2 separate regions of the Mus musculus genome follow, and region 1 is linked to region 2. The links are chromatin contacts, called in public HiChIP or PLAC-seq maps. All regions are on one chromosome and are shown on one strand. The core of a region is the stretch at or near the end of the contact, and the rest is flanking DNA. Distances in the headings are between cores, read along the strand shown.

Region 1 (3,801 bases), core at 966-3,465, 110 kb after region 2:
TGGGAAAAATAAAACTAATCTAGGAGACAAAAGACAATACAGCAACATGGAGGACTCATCTATTTACAATTAGATATAGACTATGCTTTTTATTTTAGAATTAATATGCATCTCACTAATGCCCAAAATGAACTCACATTCTAAAGCTGGGTTAGGAGAAAGAGAAAGGGGAAGACCCCTGAGATCTGTGAATGACAAGGAAGAGGTGTGTTTGCACTTTTCACCAAGAAAGGCTTGAGAGAAGAATGCAAGCAATCCTTCTTGTGGAAACAGGGTAGTTCTCTGTGGTAAATCACCTGCCTGGGGCTTCCCCAGATCAAGAACACCGAGAAAGAGTTGCAAGCCCTTGACTAGAAAGACCATATTAGGGCTGAGGACCTAAAGTCCATCTGAATCTTATTGCTCTTATTGCTATTACATGCTCCTTTGAGGAGAGATTGTAAACATAATAACAATCATATTATCCCACTACCTCTTGAACAGATTATCTTTGCTGGTTGAATGTGTGTGTGTGTGTGTGTGTGTGTGTGTGTGTGTGTGTGTGTGTTTGCATGCACATTTTAGGAGAGTTTATTTACATTGGTGACTCTATTCCAGTGTATTTGACTCTTCTGTGATAAAAGAGGAACAGAAAAATGAGACTGAGAAAAGATAAGGTAAGAGTTGTCAGATCATCATTCCGGTAATTCTTTCTTCTAGACACCAGGCAAGGCAATGCACTTGGACCTAAAAACACACAGATCAGCAAAGCCTATTCTAGAGGCATCTATGGTCTAGATAGAGTAACCTAGGGCTTAGAGAGTATTATGAAAATGGTATCTATATTCTTAGGAATAAGGAAGGCACAGTGCTTAACACTGCATAGTTGCCCTATAGCAAGCAGAAACTAATCAGTATATTGCCAAAAGCCACAGGTGGCAATCCCTAGTTAGGGGATTCCCTAACTAGTTTGCTTTAGGCCATTACCTGGGTCCAGCTGGCCCAGCTGGCCCAGGTGTTGAGGTAGGGATGCACAGACATTCCTGTTAGTACTTCCTTCATGCAAATTCACATCCTCTCTTGATTAAAAAAAATCTCTATCAAATAAGTCTCTTGATAAAATTTTTTAAAGCAAATTCCTTTAAGGAAATGGATCAAGATATACTTCTAAACATATAAAAAGTGACGAAGTGACAATTTAGTAAGATATTAAAATCTTCAAACCCATGAACTTCCTGTTTTACTCTTCAAAAATGATTAAAGAAGACCGTGGTGTTGGAGACGATAATGATAGCCACCACAGTGTAGATAAAGTCAGTAAGAATAACAGGCATTGGAGGCATTCTCAGAGCTTCCTATGTCTAAGAATTTTGTATGCATTTCTGTGAGACCGTTATCCTGTTTCAGTTTTGCAGATAAAGAAATAGGACACTTGTTTGCCTCAGATCACACACATTTTCAAAAGGAGGACATGTGTTCAAATCTAAGTGTGCTTGACTGCAGAGTCTAAGTCCCTATCTGTTGTCTGCCCTGTGTGTGAAAGGAGATGCTGAGCTCTACTCCAAAGATCTCCACTACCTCATGGAGAAGTGAGGAAAGACAAGAAGGAAAATGAGGGGAAATGTCCTCTCAGAAGGGCAAAGAGGTAAAAGATTACATACTCTGTTAATGACTTCTATTAGGCGTTGCAAATCATTCCCCTACCCCACCCCAGACTCCAATAGTTTGTCCGTGTTCATGGCTTAGTCTCCTTGAAAGGTGTTTTTCAACCCATCCATATTCTCTCTAATTGGGTGTCAACTAAAATATCAGTTAGCGACTTCCATTAATAGACAATATTGCAAACTACAAAACATCTTTTCCTACTCTCTAGCTTCACACATGCAGGTGAGTTGCACTGAAGACCAAATATGAAAGAAAGAGAATCGCATTTACCCAGCTCAAGTAAAATGGGTAAATGGCTTTGCAGTCTCCCTCTGCTTGTCTGGCTCCACATGACATCTTCCTTGTGGAAAGTGCTTTATATATGTCACCCTGACCTCCATTTCCTCCCATCTACTATGAAAACTTGCTTAATGAGATTCCCGCCAAAAAGAAAGGTTATCTAGAACTTCAAAATTATTAAGAAAAGGAAGTTTGACTCGCTTGTGGAGGCTTCTCTTAAAGTACTATATATAGCAGTTGCTTTTATGTTCATAGCTACAGAGAAATACAACTTCCTGCTTTCTCTGAAAAATGGTGTTAGAGCTTGCAAGCTGGGGCTAGGCTCTAAAAAAATACTTGCATCCAGGTCATCAGCCTATGTGACTCATTAGAAGTCTGTGACTATGCAAAGCAAAAATGAATTTTTTTTTTTATCGTGGACCTTAGTCTTCACTTCAATTTTCTAATCCCAGGGAATTGTATATATTTTGTCTCTGAATTACTATTTTAATAATGTGTTAACAATAGAATTAGTCTATGACTTTCATCATCATTTCATTCAATGATTTTCCAATATGTATGACCATGTTGCCATTGTTTCTGAATAAATAGGCAAAGACAGAAGAGAACTGGTATTGAACATGGAATTAGAATCTATTTATCTTGGTCAGCTTACTTGTGTTTTTTTTTTTTAAGATTTATTTATTTTATATATGTGAGTACACTGTCAGACCACACCAGAAGAGGACATCAGAACCCATTACAGATGGTTGTGAGCCTCCACGTGGTTGCTAGGAATTGAGCTCAGGACCTCTGGAAGAGCAGTCAGTGCTCTTAACCACTAAGCCGTCTCTCCAGCTAGTCTTGCTTTTTCATCTGCACACAGGCCTTAGGAATATGCAAGTGTTGATAGCGAGACATTTATTAGTAAGGAGTCAGAGTTAATTGAACATCAACAAAATTTATTTTCTGCATTACGCTCTGAGTGTCAAATAAATATTTATTCCTACAAACATGAAAGTCACTTTTCTCATGCATTTTCTCATAATGTGTTATTTTTCATGGGTGGCAAATAAGTTGTTAAAATAACTGAACTACTTTTAAATAATATCTAAAAAAAAAAAAAAAAACCTCAGCTTTTAGTAATGCTAACTTTGAGTAATTGGATAAAGTGTGGTGTCAGACTTCATCAGTGCAAAGTCCCTTTTTCTCTGATTGTGTTCATTAAATTATCTGTTAGAAAACAATGCTGAAGTTGGAATGAACTGATAACAGGTGATTCCTAATGAGATGTGCTGACATTACTTGGGAATGCTTATGGCCAAGATGTGTAAATGAAATCTAATTGCTAAAATATATGAGGCTTAGGAGTCAACCTCTAAAGCTGTATACAAAAATGAGTGCTGAGTAATCTCTAAAAGTGTTAGTATTGGTCTGGGAAAATGACTCAGTGAGTAAAGGGCAGCCTGAGAAAGCATATAGACCTGTGATCCGATCATTAGTGCCCATATCTAAAGCTGGGAGCCGCCATGATTATCTGTTACTGCAGCACTGGAAAGCAAAGACAGCTGAATTTCCAGCTGCAACTCTGGGCTCCAGGTTCATTGAAACGCTAATTAAATAAAAATTTGGAGAGAAATTAGAGGATGACACTGACAGTCTACCCCCAACCTCTCCTCTACATTTGCATATGTGGGCAATCACATGTGCCCACATATGTATCACTCACACACACACACTCACAGCCAGTGAGAGGAAAAAACAAACAAACAAACAAACAAACAAAAAAAAAAACAGGAGGGACTAGGGACCATTCCCAAGTAAGAACAAGAAGAGACACAGCACACAGCATCACAATATAATATGTGGTCTTAACTTAGATCCTAGACCAGGAATAAC
Region 2 (3,322 bases), core at 490-2,989:
ACCTTATTTTATCCAGACAGAAATAAAGACTGAAAAGGTACACAAGGTGAGACGTTATGGCCAGAGCCATAGTCACATGACCAAATGGATGCTCATTTCTTTGCACCTGTTTCTGTGCTTTCCCCATAGCAGTTTAGCCACTCTCGACTTGGTTTAACTCAGCACACATTCCTCTTATACGCTTGCTATATCTCCAGAACCAGGTCTAGAGTAGAAAATGTAGGAAGCCATCAACAAAGATCTATTTACAGGTGCATCCTGCTTCACCTAATCCTTACAAAAACATTGTGAATCTGAGACCCTTATCTCAAAAACAAAAGAATAAATGAAGCATCATCTGTCGTCTCATTCCACATCACATGATTCTAGTCTTAAGTTATTAGACCTCTCATTCTGGGTTTTCCAGTCAGTACCAAGTGATCTTCCTTGCCACATATCTTTCTTTATTCTTTCCTTGACAACTGTTATACTCTCTTACATGTTTATTTCCTCAAGCCTTTGTTGTAATTCAGTTGTTAGGGATGGACAGTGATCTGGGGAACTGAGAAAGTCACTGATCTCAGGAGCTAAGAAGGTCCATAGACCAAAGACCACACAGAGCCCATAGATTTTGCAGATCAGTTTTTTTTTTTAATGCTAAGAATAAAAATGGAGCAAAGTAAAGGAGAGGCAGACTGACCAGAAGAAGCCTCCTTCTCAATGAAGTATCCAGGGGAAACTCTACTGAAGGAACAGTATCTGAATGTAGGCCGAACATTGTGCAGACCATGGATAGAAAGGGGAAGTCAGGCAACAGCCTTGGGTCTACTTTGAGAATAGAAACACAAGTCAAGCCTTGGTGAAGGAGTCAATAAACTGTATCAGATAAGAACACATGGGCAGACATCAATCCTGCTGGTAGGAACTATATTCTGAGCTAATGATTGGCTTACTCACATAAGTAGAGTCATTCAAATTCTCTGTATCTTATTCTGCCCTTCTCTAGGAGGGTACTGATGAGAGCATTCACTTCTGGGGTCATGTGAGGATTTTAAATTGAAAGCAGTACCTGGCACACATTCAACAAGTACCCACTAGTTCTTGCTACTTCAGAGCTAATATCATTATTTATTCTGCTTTTATACTTTCTTCCTTTGAAAAACAGCAGGAGCTTGTTATACACGTATTTCTCCAATAAAGTGTGAGGAAGGCCAATAAAATAAAATCAATAAAAGAGGAAGCTGTTCTGGCTGACTCAAGGGAGTAGCAGGCAAGCACACCATCTGTTCAACCCCACCCAGGCCCCATGGTGGTCCTGAGGATGCCCTGGGCTCCAGCACTCACAGCTAACTACTTTCCTGTGAGAGCTCAAAACAGAGAGATTAGCATCAAAAAAGTGGGGGGGCTAGATACGTCACTATCAAAAAATGAAAACTGTAAAGTAGAATATCTTGGTTCTTTTAAACAAGACCTTTTCTTCTCTGTCTCTGTGTGCCTCTCTGTGCCCCTATCTCTATCTCTCTAGGTCTCTCTGACTCTTGTCTCTCTCTCCTTTTCTTCTTCTTTCCTTCCTTCCTTCCTTTGAGAAAAGAGATTACCAGGCCACACCACCAAAGCCACCCTTCTTGAGGTGGTTTTTGGAGCTTGTTTATGTTGCTCAGACTTAGTCATAAGTTCAGAACATTCTGTGGGTTTTACTGGAACTCAGTATCATGGCTCATCCCAACTCAGCTTGCTCTGTCTGAGGCTGCCAGTGGCCTCCCATGGGACAATGGCTCAGAGTCTCAGGCTGCACACACGAGAAAGCAGGTCTTGTGGTTCCTCATAAGCCTTAGGAATGGCCTCTCTATTTCCAAAGGCCTGCAGTTAAACTTAGGAACCAGAAGAGGTGTGTTGACTCATATTTGATGTTCCCTGGGGACACCTGCTACTTCCTGAAGCCTAGTAGCTTGTCATTTTGTGTTCCTAGATATGTTTCTCCCACCCAGAAATCCACAAAGTTATGGTATTTTTCCTTGTATGTACCTTGCAAGCTGCTGTAGGAGTTGGGTGTGGTTAGCCCAAATATCGGTTTGTTGTTGAAGGTTTGATGGTTTCTGACTGTTTACTTAGCTTTAGTTCACTGGAGCACTTAGCAACACTTCATCTTTTGGGGGTTTCTGAGCCTCACCTTGTGTGCCCAAAGACACTTCTGTTGTGTGTTTTCTTACATGTAGATGGAGCGCAAGCACTTTCACACCTAGAATCTGGTGTGAACCCATCAGCAATACTGTGAGGCACAATTAAAACTCTTCCTTTAGGAGATGAAAATGGGACCCAAAGGCATTAACTAAGTTATATAGGTTCACTCAGTGGATGGGCATGAAAACATCCTTAGAGCTACATCAGGTGGACTCCTGGTCCTCTTTTCTATTCACTTTGCTATATTTTAATGTGACAGCCCATCAGATTTTAACATGAAGATCATTGCATCTCTCATAAGATGTTTGCATTCTTGATACTTGTGGTTTACTTACTTGGTTGAATTTAAAGATTCAGTGGGAGAAAGAAAGAAACAGAGAAGGAGGGAGGGAGGGAGGGAGAGAGGGGGGGCTAGGGGGACACTGGGTGTTTATGTGCATGTGTAATGTGTATGTTTGTGTCAATGTGTAGAGAAATGGGCAGAAAAAAATAAGAAATTAAATTTCTGTTTGATCTGGTTTCAGTTTCCAGAGCTATCAAGCAAAAGGTGTGTAAAGAGTACTTCTAAAATCCTTATGAGCTTATAATACTAAACCTCCATGCTGTAACAAGAGGGATAGTGATGTGTCCTATTCTCTGTCACTCACTTTTATACTTAAAGACCTTTGTTTCTCCCAAAGTCAAATCGATTGAAGAGAAAAATCTAGTGGGGGCACCAGGACAAAGGGCTCGCTAGCGTTTGATGTACCCACTGCCAGGAGGAGATGTGAGCCTAAAAGGAAGCTGTTTTGTTTTGTGCACGTTTCCTGCGATGTTTCTTTGGTGGTAGGGTTGAGATAATTCAGCATCACTGGTTTTCTAGTTGTTCCAAATTCCAATAGAAACATAATGGTCTGAAGATGCCTGGTCGCATCTGAAATGATGAGTATATGAGGTTAAATTCCCCATGCCTCAGGGAGAGTGTTTGGGAAGAAGCAGTTTTCAGGACAGAGCATGAGGGTTTCTAACTCACAAGAACTTAGACATCAAGAAGCAAACACAATGGACGAAGCAAGTGGAAGTTTCATGAAGCACCCACTTTGCTCTTGAACTGAACATTCAGAGCAGTGGTCGTTTAATAAAGGAAAAGAGGAGAAACAAAGCTTAAAGAACAGAATTGTAG

The links. HiChIP or PLAC-seq counts read pairs in DNA pulled down with a chosen protein or histone mark.
Region 1: a BATF HiChIP or PLAC-seq map of CD8 T cells shows a contact between it and region 2, with 7 read pairs. The contact joins two enhancer-like sites. A contact is called at or near these places in 1 of 39 promoter capture datasets (3T3-L1-derived adipocytes), 1 of 15 datasets of contacts at CTCF or cohesin (pro-B cells), 5 of 484 Hi-C or Micro-C datasets (the N1E-115 cell line, Th1 cells, brown adipocytes and 2 more) and 2 of 115 datasets of contacts at active chromatin or transcription factors (CD8 T cells and memory CD8 T cells).

What each region holds. Positions count from the first base shown.
Region 1 is chr15:62,807,321-62,811,121 of GRCm38.p6, forward strand. No RefSeq gene overlaps it. Among named protein-coding and RNA genes, the nearest start is that of Gm22521, 16 kb to the left of the region's middle. Within about 2 kb of position 2,216, at least 30 of the 459 cell types and tissues checked have an H3K27ac peak or open chromatin away from gene starts, as enhancers often do. A contact at or near this core is called in CD8 T cells, Th1 cells, memory CD8 T cells and 1 more, where this site is marked.
Region 2 is chr15:62,697,057-62,700,378 of GRCm38.p6, forward strand. No RefSeq gene overlaps it. Among named protein-coding and RNA genes, the nearest start is that of Gm41333, 30 kb to the left of the region's middle. Within about 2 kb of position 1,740, at least 72 of the 459 cell types and tissues checked have an H3K27ac peak or open chromatin away from gene starts, as enhancers often do. A contact at or near this core is called in CD8 T cells, Th1 cells, memory CD8 T cells and 1 more, where this site is marked.